Linked DNA regions of Ovis aries: region 2 is linked to region 1. The links are chromatin contacts, called in public Hi-C maps. All regions are on one chromosome and are shown on one strand. The core of a region is the stretch at or near the end of the contact, and the rest is flanking DNA. Distances in the headings are between cores, read along the strand shown. Region 1 overlaps FBXO36 (F-box protein 36). Region 2 holds the start of SLC16A14 (solute carrier family 16 member 14).

Region 1 (7,028 bases), core at 726-3,225:
TTCTCTGGTGGGTTTCTTCCTGGTGGCTTGCTCACTGATTCATTGGCTAAACCTTTTGTGGGGGCTGAAGGTGGCTTTCTAAAATACACGCTGGTCATGTCACTGCCCTGCTCAGTGACCCTTAGCTATGTCCATCATTTTCAGAATGGGATCCATAGTCTTGGCTGGCACTTCAAGCCACTGTGTCCCAGCCCCGGTTCCCGCCCACAGCCCCAGCAAGGCAGACCGTGCGCTATCCTGTGTGCTCAGCTCTCTGCGCCCCTAGGCCTTTCTTACGTTGTTCCCTTCAGCTCAGACAGTATAGAACCTGCCTGCAAAGCAGGAGGCCCGGGTTCAATCCCTGGGTCAGGAAGATCCCCTGGAGAAACAAATGCCAACTCACTCCAGTATTCTTGCCTGGAGAATCCCATGGACAGAGGAGCCTGGTGCGCTACAGTCCATAGGAGTCGCAGAGTCCATGACTGAGCGACTAACACTTTCTTTTGAAGGAATGTCCTCCCTTCTGACCCACCACTCTTAACTCCTGAATGTCCCCTCCCTTGTTTGGGTTTTGTGTTATGTCAATTTTGTTTTATTTTTGAAAAAGAAAATTGATTTGCATTGCAATAACCAGGTTGACAATTGAATAAAAAATGATGTCTTTTAATGTGTAGTAAAAAGTAAATTTCCCTCCCATTCTTGATCCTCATTCCTCTAATTCTCATCTCCAGCAACAATCATATTTCCCGTGTCTTGTATGTCCTTCCAGAGAGTCTATGCACATGTAAGTGTGTGTGTGTGTGTGTGTGGTGTGTGAGCATATAAACATCTATATATACACACTCTTTTAAAAAGCATAAAAGCATATGGTAGCACTTTATACATTGTGCTCTGTCCGTGTTTTTATCTAAAACATATTTTAGATCTCTTTCATGTCTACATCTAAATCTTCAATTTAGAAAAGTGATTTAAGTTATTGTTATATGGACAAGTTGTAATTTTTAAAACCAGATCCCTAATGATAGACATTCAAGTGGTTTTCCCTCTGCTATTTATAAATAACTCCCCAGACTATGGCCAGACCAGACTCTGCAAAATTGAGTTTGCCTTGGAAGCATAAAGACACATGAGAGACACAGAGGGTGTGGGGACTCTGGTGGGCAGGAGTCCGAGCCTGGGAGAGCCCGTGGTGCTAGCCCACAGCCAAGTCTGTAAGTTTCCACTTATCCCACTTAATGCCACCAGTGATGAGGGCCATCTGGCTGCCTGGTCTTGCTCTGATTTCATGTTGACTAAACCATGGAGCCTCCAGGGATGAGCATCTAAAGGTCTGGTGAGCTGGAAGGGTGTATTTCTCTGGGTAAACCAACACAGTCACTCTGCATCCTGTGCGCTAAGTCGCTTCAGTCGTGTCCGGCTCTTTGTGACCCTGTGGACTATAGCCTGCCAGGCTCCTCTGTCCTTGGGATTCTCCAGGCAGGAATACTGGAGTGGGTTGCCATTTCCTCCTCCAGGGGCTCTTCCCGACCCAGGAATCGAGCCTGCATCTCCTGCATTGGCAGGTGGATTCTTAACCATCTGAGCCACCAGGGAAGCCCCTCCTCTTTATTGGAACTTGGCTCAGATGAGCACGCCCTTGAAAGGTGGATCCTGTGTCTTGGGACACCAGAACGTCACACCGAGGGCCAGCCCTGGGGTTGTGGTGGGCTCACTGAGGTGAGGCTGCCATGTGGGACCTTCCTGGGGGCTGCTGAGGTCCAGATGGGAGGAGGTGGGTATGACCGTGACCAGCAAATGGACATATTTGTCTTGTCTGGAACTCAGGAACAGGCCCCCATGAAACCCGCTGAGGAAGAAAGTCTCTCCTCTGTCACGTTTTGGCCTATGGAGAGCAGATTTTTCCTCATGGTCCCAAATTCTCTATGACTGTGAGTCCCAGGTCTGGCCAAGCAGGCAAGCCACAACGGGGTTATTTTGACATCTCCACTGTGTACAGAGAGTGTGGGTGTTGAAATCAGCTTGAGGCCAGAGAGCTGGGTTCTGTTCTTCACTCAGTGACTCCCCACCATGAACCCTGGGCAGTCACACCCTTATCCCCTCTCAGCCTTAACTTTCACATTGTAAAAGGAAAGATTTTAGCTATTAATAGATAAGTCCTAGGATCCCTGATGCGAAGAACTGACTCATTTGAAAAGACCCTGATGCTGGGAAAGATTGAAGGCAGGAGGAGAAGGGGACGACAGAGGATGAGATGGCTGGATGGCATCACTGACTCAGTGGACATGAGTTTGAGTAAACTCTGGGAGTTGGTGATGTACAGGGAGGCCTGGCGTGCTGCAGTCCATGGGGTCACAAAGAGTCAGAGGCGACTGAGTGGCTGAACTGAACTGGACTGAACTCAAGGATCCCTTAGAACGTCTGCATAGTTCATGTATGTTAAGTTCATGCACCACCACCAGGGGGAGCTAAATCCACGATCAGCTAAGTTTTGGATCCAAGTGGCTAGACTCAGTCAAGATGGGTATTTTGTGTTTTGCACCCTGAGATGTATCAAGCAAAAGAGCCCTAGGGTTTGTGAGTCCTGGCTGGGGGTATTTTGTGGACCAACTTGTAATGCAAAATAAAACTAAATATTTTCCTTATGAAATACAATGATCCATAAATGAAGTTACACTGGTGGAAATTTCAGCTCCAAGAATTCCTTCCTTTCCCCCCAAAACCTCATCATTTTCTCCCATAATTTCTGTTATATAAGATACACTGACACCCTGAAATGTATTGTGCTGGGAAAGAAATAATCATCTAGAGTTCATATTTTTAAAAAGAGGTTCAGATATGTTTGTTTTTTTTTAATACTAAGAAATCTTTTTAAGAGTTTCCCTTTATTGTTTATATTTAGAATATGTTGTAATCTGAGTAGAGAAACTGGACCTTGAAGGGCTGTTGAAGGTGGGATTAAAACAATGAACGACCTGCCTAACATCAAAATGTCTGGAGGGTTGTCAGTATCATAAGATTCAGTATTGCTGTTTGACAGTAACGTTCATGATGTGAATATAATAGTTTTTGCCTTTAATATTTATGCAGAAAGGGTCTTAAATGATGATGCCCTATTATTCTATTCATTTCTGTTTGTAGTTCACTCTTTTCCTTTATTGAAATATGTTGAGACCAGCATGAAGTATGAAAGTAAAGACGATAGCCTGCTTTCTGCTCCAAAGTGGGTATAACAGTATCATGAACAGAGATAATGCTTACATGCTTTTCCCCTTCTCCAGAAAGAAAGCAGAATGCGTGGGAACAAAGCAGGCCAGGCCAAGGGTGGTGAGAGTGGACTGCTTGGCCTCCTGAAGCCATGGATGGGGTGGGTAGTGGCAGCTGGTATGACCAGTTGGGTCCACACACCAGGTGGGTCCGACATCAGTCAGGCGCAGGGTCAGTTCACCTTCAGACAGCTGTCACATGGTGGGGGGAGCTCTCAATCCTGGTGCTGGACCTCCCCAGACTCCCAACCCTGGTGACTGAACTGGCCCCCCAGTAGCTAGGTGCCCGTGGGAACTTTCTTCCCGGTGTCTTATCAGAAGTGGATGAGGTAGCATCTGTTCCGTCTCCCTTTCCTCCCCATCAATTACATCTTTCCGTGTACTTTACCTGTGTCACCCCTAGTAATTGTCACAGCACTAAAAGTTTAACATCATTTCCATGTAGTCACAATAAGTACCACTTATTGAATACCTACTATGTGCTAAGCATTGGATGTACATAATCCAGTGCAGTCCTCAAACAGAGCTGTGGGATGGTTGGGTAGAGACCACCCAGTCTTGATTATCAAGGCAGAAATAGAGACTCAGATAAAGCACACAAGTAATGCGCAGTGGAGTCTAGTGCTGCGCCCAGGCAGCCTTACTCAGTGGCCAGTGTGCTTAAATCACTTTATTCTGCTCCTTAGATGAGCAAATGCAAGATCGGATGTGGAGACAGGCTTAGAGCAGTAAGTAGAATGCCCAGGAGGACTTAATCATTAAGTGTCAGGGCCAGTGCTCAAATCAACTGTGTTTGCTGGTTACCTTGTCTACCTTGGTACCTGAAGAACACAGGAAAATATTCTCTCTTATAAGATGGAGTTAAGTATGCGAATGTGTTTTTTCACTCAGTGAAACAAGAGCTGCAGCAGGTAGGTCCCACAATGACAGGCCATGGCCTTGAAAGAATTTTCCTCAGGTCACATGGGAGCACCCGTGAGCAGTAAGGCAGGAAAGGTCCTCACGCCTCAGAGCATGCCACTGTCCTTCTGTGTGTGTTGTGCTTAGTTGCTCAATTGTGTCCAACCCTTTGAGACTCAATGGACTGTAGCCCACCAGGCTCCTCTGTCCGTGGGGTTTCCCAGACAAGAATACTGGAGTGGGTTACCATTTCCTTCTCCAAAGGATCTTCCCAACCCAGGGATCAAACCTGGGTCTCCTGCATTGCAGGCGGATTCTTTACTATCTGAGCTACCAGGGAAGCCCCATCCTTCCTGCTATGTTACTGTACACTTGTGATAGCTCAGATTCCTTTTTAATACATCTTTAGAATATTTACCTCTGAGTCATTTCTAATGACAGGGCTTCTCCAGTGGCTCAGTGGTAAAGAATCCGCCAGCAATGCAGGAGCCTCAGGAGGTCCCTGGGTTCATTCCCTGCATGGGGAGTACCCTCTGGAGAAGGAAATGGTAACCCACTCTAGTATTCTTGCCTGGAAAATCCGCTGGTCAGAAGAGCCTGGTGGGCTACAGTCCATAGCGTCGCAAAGAGTTGAACATGACTGAGTGACTAAGCAACAGCAACAGCATTTCTGCTGAACCAACTTTGCAACCTTGGAATTTGTGCTGGTTGGTGGTTTAGTAGCTAAGTTGTGTCCAACTCTTGTGACCCCATGAACTGTAGCCTGCCAGGCTCCTCTGTCCTTGGGATTTTCCAGGCATTTGTACCAACAGAATGGATAAAATCAGAGGATGGCTTGAGTCTATACCAGTTTCTCATTTCATTGATGGGATTGCCCAAAGGTGATCCATCCTGAATGAGTTTCACTACAAGAAGGACCCCATCATATCTTGTGAAGGAGTCAAAGCTTGTAGTCATCCTTAAATAGCAGTCACATATCAAACACTAGAAAAGTTTTCAGTACTCATCATATTAGGATAGACCAGGTAAGAGATTGTGGTTTGGGGTCACAAACCACCCTAAAACTCCAGGGGCTTGAGACAATAATAGATGTTCATTTCTCTCATGATTCATACCCACTGGAGGCTGACAGGAGGCCCTGCTCCATAAAGTCCCTCAGGGATTCAGGTTATTAAAGGCATCACTGTCCTGTAACTGAACATGATTTACATAGCTGTTCAAGTCAAAGAGCTCATCTTTAATTCTTCCTTTTCCTCTTGCTTCTCATTTAATTCATTAGCAAGTCACATGAACCCTGCCTTCAAAATATATCTACAGTCTGATCATTTCTCACCTCCTACCTTGCCACTACCTGTTATGCACCCTCCTTATATCTTCCTGAATTTTCCAGAAGGAATGCCACAGGAGATTTGCCTTCACCTGGTGAGGATAGCAGCACACCTTCATCATTTTGCCTGAGTACTATGTTGGCTCTCCAGCTGTAAGTCATACTTACATCGTAGAAATATTGATCCCTTTACCTTCTCACATGCTGTTCCACACTGATGACATCATGCTGCTGAGCAAGGGAAGCAGATACCTTAGGTGCCTTGGTGTAAGATATGTATATGTGAAAGAGTTAGAGATGAACTCAAGAACTGAGAGGCCGGCCATCTCCGTGTGTTATCCAGAATCCATTGCCTTATTGTAACTTGCTACTCAAAAAGGCCTTCCCTGTGGCTCAGATGGTAAAGAATCTGCCTGCAGTGAAGGAGACCTGGGTTCTATCCCTGCATTGGGAAGATCCCCTGGAGAAGGGAATGGCAACCCATTCCAGTTGATTCTTGCCTGGAGAATTCCATGGGCAGAGGAGCCTGGTGGGCTACAGTCCATAGGGTCGCAAAGAATCAGAAATGACTGAATTGACGCGTGCTAAAAAAGCAGCACAGCTCCTTGTGGGTCTTTTTAGTTTTCAAGGTAATATATAACACATTTGAGTTTGCTTCTCTGATTCATTTACCAAGTAGCCCATAAAGCTGCCACATTTAAGTTTACCCAGCAGCTGGTCCAGAATGCAGGGTAAACGGATGAATCACTTGCTCCTTACAATCCAGCAGATTGGTACTTAGAGTGTCTGTGGCCTGTATGGCTATGGTCTATCTTGATCGTTGCATCATCAGGAAAATTACAGCTCATATCTCTGAGGTTTTTAGAGTAAAGGCATGGATGCTTTTGCAGATAACTGTTCTGCTACTGAGAAACAGCTCTTGAATTCCTGTGGGGCAAATGCTGATGTTTTGCATAGATGGTCTTGAACAAGATTTGGAGATTAATGTGGAATTTGGGGAAAGAGGTATTTGGATTGACTTTTCAGAATAATCCAAAGACTCAGGATATTTGTGTCCCATGTGACTGTTCACCAAAGAGCATGCAGTGCCGAGGACATCTTCAGTAATGAGATGAATGAGGGGGTCTGTTCTATGGACGTTAGTTATCTCCTATCCCCGGCTGGGTTCATAAAACCAAGTGCCCAGGTGGCAAGGATGGAAATTGTACGTGGACTCAACCACATGAGTCTCCTATTTTCAAGATTAATCTGGCCATTGTCACAGGAGGGGCAATGCTGAGCCCTCGGGAAGGTACTCAAAGGGCAGGGTCCAGTCGTTGACAAAGTGCTCAGTGGGTTACACAGGTTTCTAGGTGGCGCCAGTGGTAAAGAATCTGCCTGCCGATGCAAGAGAAGCAAGGAATGTGGGTTCAATCCCTGGATCGGGAAGATCCCCTGGAGAAGGTAATGACAACCCACTCCAGTATTCTTGCCTGGGAAATCCCATGGACAGAGGAGGCTGGTGGGCTATAATCCACAGGGTCGCATAAGAGTCGGACGTGACTTGACGACTGAACACC
Region 2 (7,095 bases), core at 440-2,939, 55 kb after region 1:
TTGAGAGGCTAAACTACCAGGTGCATGCATGCGCGCTAAGTTGCTTCAGTCATGTCCAACTCTGCGACCCTATGGACGGTAGCCCACCAGGCTCCTCTGTCCATGGGATTCTCCAGGCAGGGAAACTAGAATGGGTTGCCATGCCCTCCTCCAGGGGATCTTCCCAACACAGGGATCGAACCCACCTCTCTTAAGTCTACCTGCATTGGCAAGTGGGTTCTTTACTACTGGCACCACCTGCGTGGTAAGCCAAATTTGGACCCGGGTCTGAGGAATTCCAAAGCCTATTTTACCCACCATCACTAGTGAATGGAGAATAACTAACTGACTGACTGTCTCATACACATACACATACACATCACAGGCAAAGCGAAAAGGAACCTTTCCAGTGTCCAATAATAACCCTCACTCATCCTTGCTAATGAGCCTAGATCAGCTTTTCCGTGGAAAGAAAACGGCTCAATTGTTAAGCAGAGTTGAGCTCCGAAAACGCCGTCCGAGGCCTCAGCGCCGTCCGGTCCCGACAAAGCTGCCCCCGGCCCCTCGCCTCATTTTTGTCTCCCCTTCCCTTCCTGAGGGGCCTCGATCAGAACCGCTCTGAGGGACCCGAATCTCACGCCAGGGGCCTGATCCCCGCGGTCCGGCCTCCCCGCCGCCTGCCTCCCCCGATCGCCGCCCTCTTCGGGAGGGACTCTCCGTGCTCCGCCTTCCCCAGCACCTCAAGACCCCCTCACCCCCCTCTCCATCCCGTGTCTCCCCACACGCTGGGAGCCCGCCAGCTCCGCTGGGAAGCGGGGCCGATCGCAATCCCTGCAGCCTGCCCCAGGAGTCCTCCCGCAACCCCGAAAGTCCTCTGACCCGGGTTCCCCTGCCCCCTCCTCCCCGCGCCCCATCACTTGTAGTTCGAGTCCCTAAAGGGGGTCGGGAGAGGAGGCTGGGAGCGGGGCCGAGGGCGCCTCCGGGGTCGGGTGGGAGTGCGGAGGGGAGCCGTGCGCCCTGGACGACGGGCGCGGGGCCCTGGCCGCGGTGGGAGCGACGCGCGTCCCCACGCTCCGCCCCGGCCCGGCGCTAGCCCGCCCGCCCCGAGGTGACCTCAGCCGCGGCTCCCGAGCCCCCAGGCGGGCGGCCTGAGCTGGACTACCGCGCCTCTGCGCAGCCCTGCCCTCGATCGCCCGAAGCCCCTTCCCCGATCCGGCCTGGGGGCCCGCGCCGCCGCTTCCCGGGCGTCTCGGGGCGCAGCGGCCACCGCAGTCCAAGATGCCCCCGGCACCTCTCCATCCCGGGCCCGCGGCGCAGCGCGGCCCGGCATACTCACCGCCCACAGCCCGCCGGGCGGCGGCCTCACTCGGCTCCCGGCCCTGATCTCCTAACTCGCTGCCTTCCTCGGAGCCCCCGGAGGGGTTGGGCGGAGAGATTTGTGGCGATGTCGCGGATCATCCCGGAGCTCCCTGCGCCCGCGGCTCGGCGCTCCGCCTGGCTCGGCGCGCAGTGCGGGCTCCCGGCGCCTCTGCTTCTCGCTGCCCGGCCAGCTCCGTCTTGGGGAGCTTGGAGATAGAGACCTCAGTCCATGTGGCTTTAAAAAAAAAGGGGGTGGGGTGCGTTTGGAGGTGCCCGAACCTAACCTGAGCTTCCTTCCAATCCGTGCAATTTCAAATCTCCACGCTTGTTCATTCCCATACCGGCTAATTCTGGTTTGGCAGGAAAAAAAAAAAAAATGCAGTCACCTCACGTGCACACTCTTGTGGCGGGTTGTAGTTTTCAGCTTTGACTGAGGTTTTCAAATGCTCTCGGCACGTTTATAACTGGAGGAAAGGACCTGAAACCTAACATGCAGGTGGGAATAGAAAGACCTTCTTTATTTCTCTGAGATAGGAGAGAAGTGATGGGGGAAGAAAAAAAAAGAAAATCCTCACTAAAGGCTGGGCCACATAATATAGCAGCTTGTAGGTGGAAGAGTCAGGCAGGCCCTGCAGTGTTCGCGACCAAAGCCTGCGTGGTGGGTTCCCTTGTGGCTCAGCTGGTTAAGAATCCGCCTGCAATGTGGGAGACCTGGGTTTGATCCCTGGGTTGGGAAGATCCCCTGAAGAAGGGAAAGGCAACCCATTCCAGTATTCTGGCTTGGAGAATTCCATGGACAGAGGAGCCTGGCGGGCTACATTCCATGCGATCACAAAGAGTCGGACGGGACTGAGAGACTTTCGCTCACCTCACTTCATCCTGCGTGGTACCTCTCCTTGTCCTCTTTCCAGTATCTGACCATTGTCTGGTTCCTCCATTCGTGGGCACCATGGATTTCATTTCCACCTGTACCTGCTTTGTTCCCAACAGGGTACCCAACTCAATGCTTTGCCCAGGGAGAGTTTTCAGTATTTGTTGAGTGAATGTGTGAATAAATGAAACCAGTGCTATTTTACTTCACTGGACACGCTCTGTTCTCTATTGCTGTTCTAATAGAGCATCACCATCTTCGTGACTGAAAGCAGTAGCTTACTATTTCATAATTCTGGGGGTCAGAAGTCTGAAAGGGATCTTCGCTAAAATCAAGGAGCTGGCAGGTTTGTGTTCCTCCTGGCAGCCCTAGGGGAGAACTCAGACTTCTGGAGTCGGCCCACATTCCCTGGATCCCGGCCACTTCTTCTGTCTTCAAAGCCAGAAATGGCTGCATCATTCTGTACCTTTCTACACAGTCGCAGCTCCCACAGGCTCTTCTGTTCTGCTCTTCCACATTTAAGGGCTCTTGGGATTACATTAGGCCTACCCGGGGTAACTGGGTTATTGGATAATCCAAACAATCTCCCCATTTTAAGGTCAGCTGATTAACATTCTTAATGACACCTACAACCTTAATTCCCCTTTGCTCTTTAAGGTAACATATTTACAGGGTCCAGAGTTTATGATGTGGATATCTTTGAAAGTGAAAGTGTTAGTGGCTCAGTTTTGTCCGACCCTTTGTGACCCTATGGAACTGCAGCCTGCCAGGCCCCTCTGTCCATGAGATTCTCCAGGCAAGAATACTGGAGTGGGTTGCCATTCCCTTCTCTAGGGATCTTCCTGACCCGGGGATCGAACTCAGGTCTCCCTCATTGCAGGCAGATTCTTTACCATCTGAGCCACCAGGGAACCCAGTGGACATCTTTGAGGGACTATAATTCTACTTATCATAAATTTCCATCTTTCTTCCTAGTTCCTTGTTTTTTTTGCAAAACAAAAATATTCACATTGCTCCTTCTTATATCAAGCCTTGATTAAAAATAATTGAGAACATTACAAGAAATTGTGGTTAAGTGAGAACATTTTGATGAGGTACCAGGCTTATGTGGTTCATATGTTTTCCTTTTGCTGATCAGAACATGAGCAAATGGATAATATTCTTGTGGGCTGACCTTCTCAGATACCATTCATTTCAACCTGGCTTTTGACAGCAAGTCAAGATAGAGTTTCTGGCAAATACCTCAAGTGTAGATGATCCATCTTGTTTGGAAAGAGCTATGTAAGATTTTTTTTTTCTCTGTAAGACTAAGTCTTTTTTTATCCCTCTGAAATATTTTAGATTTATTGAGGTATAATTCATGTAGCGTGAACTATATATATTTAAATGTACAACTTGATGAGTTTTAGCATAAGTCTGTGGAACCATCAGCTCAATCAAATAACTCCAAAATTTTTCTGTGCCCTTTGAAAGCCAGCCACCTCACCCCCCCCCCCCCCCCCCCCCCACACACACAATCCCAGGCAAACTCTCATCTGCTGTCTGAGAAACTTCTCCTCTGGACCATGGGTATTTTGCATCCAGAATACCCAAAAAAAGCTTTTCTTTTTTTCCCCTTCCAGCTTTATTGAGGTATAATTGACAAATAAATTATATATACTTAGAGTGTACAACGTGATGATTTGATACACATATATATTGTGAAATGACTGTCACATCACAATCAAGTCAATAAAACCATCTGTCACCTCATGTGTCAGGTTTTTTTTTTATTTTTTGGTGGTGGTGAGAACGCTTTGTCTACTCTCTCAGCAGATTTCATGCATACATTTAGTGAAAGTGTTAGTTGCTCAGTCTTGTCTGACCCTTTGCATCCCCATGGACTGTAGCCCACCAAGCTTCTCTGTCCATGAATTTCTCCAGTCAAGAATACTGGAGTGGGTTGCCATTCCCTTCTCCAGGGATCTTCCTGACCCAGGGATCAAACCCAGGTCTCCCTCATTGCAGGCAGATTCTTTACCATCTGAGCCACCAGGGAAGCCCTAAGCATACATTACCATATTGTTAACTATAGTCACCGTGCTGCACCATAGATTTCTCACCAACATTTCCACATTTCTCTCACCCACGAGACCCTGGCAACCACTGCTCTACTCTCTGCTTCCATGAGCGCAACTCTTTTTTTTTTTTTAGATTCTACATGAGTGAGATTCTACAGCTTTTGTCTTTCTCTGCCTAGTTTATTACACTTGCCACAGTGTCTTCGAGATTCCTCCTGTCACAAGGGGCAGGATTTCCTTCTTTTTTAATAGCTGAATAATATTCCATCAGTGGACACTTTCCATCAGTGGACACTTACTTGGATTGTCTCCATATTTTGGTTACCATGAAGAATGCTGCAGTGAGCACGGGACTACAGCTGCCTCTTCAGGACACTGATTTCATTCCCATAGAAGGCTTTTTCCAAGAAATCATTTCATCTTCACAAGTGTCATTGCTGTTAGCTGTCTGGCAGTCTTTTGTTGACACAGCTAGGTTGAGAGCAGGGCTGGAGCACAGGCGCTTACTATCTGTGAGTCACAGATTGGTGTGTCTGGGTTAAATGAATAAAAAGCCATTCTAAATCAGAACATGAAAGACAAGTGCTGAGCTCTTTTCATGTATCTGAGGTGGAAGACCCTGACATTATCTCTTGAGTTCTAGGCAAATCACATATCGTTTCACAATAGTAATCTTACTTTAAACTTCATTGTATCAAGTAATAACCTTGTCCTTTAAGGAGACAAAATGATTCAAGTGCTGCTTCTAAAAGCCTTTCCTCTTAGTTTTTATTATTTATTCAGCTGCTTTCAGAAATCATGGTTAAAATTGGGGTGGAACTAAGGCTGTGGACAATCTGTGCTTCAATTTTGGGGCCTTGATAGTATGGATTAGACAGAAAGTGGGAGCAAATCAACTTTTGAGGAAGTTCTAGCACAGAATATTGAAAGTTTTAGGGAAAACCAGTGCTCCCCAACCTTTCTTGGCACCAGGGACTACTTTCCTGGAAGACGATTTTTCTACAGACCAGAGAAGGGGAGGGATGGTTTTGGGATAGTTCAAGTTCAGTATTTTTATTGTACACTTCCTTTTTGTTTGTTTTTTCATTTTCTTTTTTTTTAAATTTTATTATTTATTTATTTTTTTAATTTTAAAATCTTTAATTCTTACATGCGTTCCCAAACATGACCCCCCCTCCCACCTCCCTCCCCACAACATCTCTCTGGGTCATCCCCATGCACCAGCCCCAAGCATGCTGCACCTTACGTCAGACATGGACTGGCGATTCAGTTCTTACATGATAGTATACATGTTAGAATTCCCATTCTCCCAAATCATCCCACCCTCTCCCTCTCCCTCTGAGTCCAAAAGTCCGTTATACACATCTGTGTCTTTATTCCTGTCTTGCATACAGGGTCGTCATTGCCATCTTCCTAAATTCCATATATATGTGTTAGTATACTGTATTGGTGTTTTTCTTTCTGGCTTACTTCACTCTGTATAATTGGCTCCAGTTTCATCCATCTCATCAGAACTGATTCAAATGAATTCTTTTTAACGGCTGAGTAATACTCCATTGTGTGTATGTACCACAGCTTTCTTATCCATTCATCTGCTGATGGACATCTAGGTTGTTTCCATGTCCTGGCTATTATAAACAGTGCTGCAATGAACATTGGGGTACATGTGTCTCTTTCAATTCTGGTTTCCTCGGTGTGTATGCCCAGCAGTGGGATTGCTGGGTCATAAGGTAGTTCTATTTGCAATTTTTTAAGGAATCTCCACACTGTTCTCCATAGTGGCTGTACTAGTTTGCATTCCCACCAACAGTGTAGGAGGGTTCCCTTTTCTCCACACCCTCTCCAGCATTTATTGCTTGCAGATTTTTGGATCGCAGCCATTCTGACTGGTGTGAAGTGGTACCTCATTGTGGTTTTGATTTGCATTTCTCTAATAATGAGTGATGTTGAGCATCTTTTCATGTGTTTGTTAGCCATCCGTATGTCTTCTTTGGAGAAATGTCTATTTAGTTCTTTGGCCCATTTTTTGATTGGGTCGTTTATTTTTCTGGAGTTGAGCTGCATAAGTTGCTTGTATATTTTTGAGATTAGTTGTTTGTCAGTTGCTTCATTTGCTATTATTTTCTCCCATTCAGAAGGCTGTCTTTTCACCTTGCTTATAGTTTCCTTTGTTGTGCAGAAGCTTTTAATTTTAATTAGATCCCATTTGTTTATTTTTGCTTTTATTTCCAGAATTCTGGGAGGTGGATCATAGAGGATCCTGCTGTGATTTATTTCTGAGAGTGTTTTGCCTATATTCTCCTCTAGGAGTTTTATAGTTTCTGATCTTACATTTAGATCTTTAATCCATTTTGAGTTTATTTTTGTGTACGGTGTTAGAAAGTGATCTAGTTTCATTCTTTTACAAGTGGTTGACCAGTTTTCCCAGCACCACTTGTTAAAGAGATTGTCTTTACTCCATTGTATATTCTTGCCTCCTTTGTCAAAGATAAGGTGTCCATATGTGTGTGGATTTATTTCTGGGCTTTCTGTTTTGTTCCTTTGATCTATATGTCTGTCTTTGTGCCAGTACCATACTGTCTTGATGACTGTGGCTTTGTAGTAGAGCCTGAAGTCAGGCAAGTTGATTCCTCCCGTTCCATTCTTCTTTCTCAAGATTGCTTTGGCTATTCGAGGTTTTTGTATTTCCATACAAATCTTGAAATTATTTGTTCTAGTTCTGTGAAAAATGTGGCTGGTAGCTTGACAGGGATTGCATTGAATTTGTAAATTGCTTTGGGTAGTATACTCATTTTCACTATATTGATTCTTCCGATCCATGAACAT

The links. Hi-C and Micro-C count contacts between places; a contact is called where the count stands out from the background.
Region 2: a Hi-C map of tail adipose tissue shows a contact between it and region 1, with 2.2 times the contacts expected there. The contact joins the promoter of SLC16A14 here to the enhancer-like site in region 1. A contact is called at or near these places in 3 of 16 Hi-C or Micro-C datasets (omental adipose tissue, retroperitoneal adipose tissue and tail adipose tissue).

Annotation. Positions count from the first base shown.
Region 1 is chr2:232,044,091-232,051,118 of ARS-UI_Ramb_v3.0, forward strand. All of the region lies in intron 3 of FBXO36 (F-box protein 36), which reads left to right. It overlaps LOC132659231 (a long non-coding RNA gene), which reads right to left. Exons shown (of 2, transcript XR_009599430.1): 2 at 3,099-7,028. Among named protein-coding and RNA genes, the nearest start is that of SLC16A14, 53 kb to the right of the region's middle. Within about 2 kb of position 1,976, at least 2 of the 54 cell types and tissues checked have an H3K27ac peak or open chromatin away from gene starts, as enhancers often do. A contact at or near this core is called in tail adipose tissue, where this site is marked.
Region 2 is chr2:232,099,368-232,106,462 of ARS-UI_Ramb_v3.0, forward strand. It overlaps SLC16A14 (solute carrier family 16 member 14), which reads right to left and starts at 1,690. Exons shown (of 6, transcript XM_042244357.2): 1 at 1,316-1,690.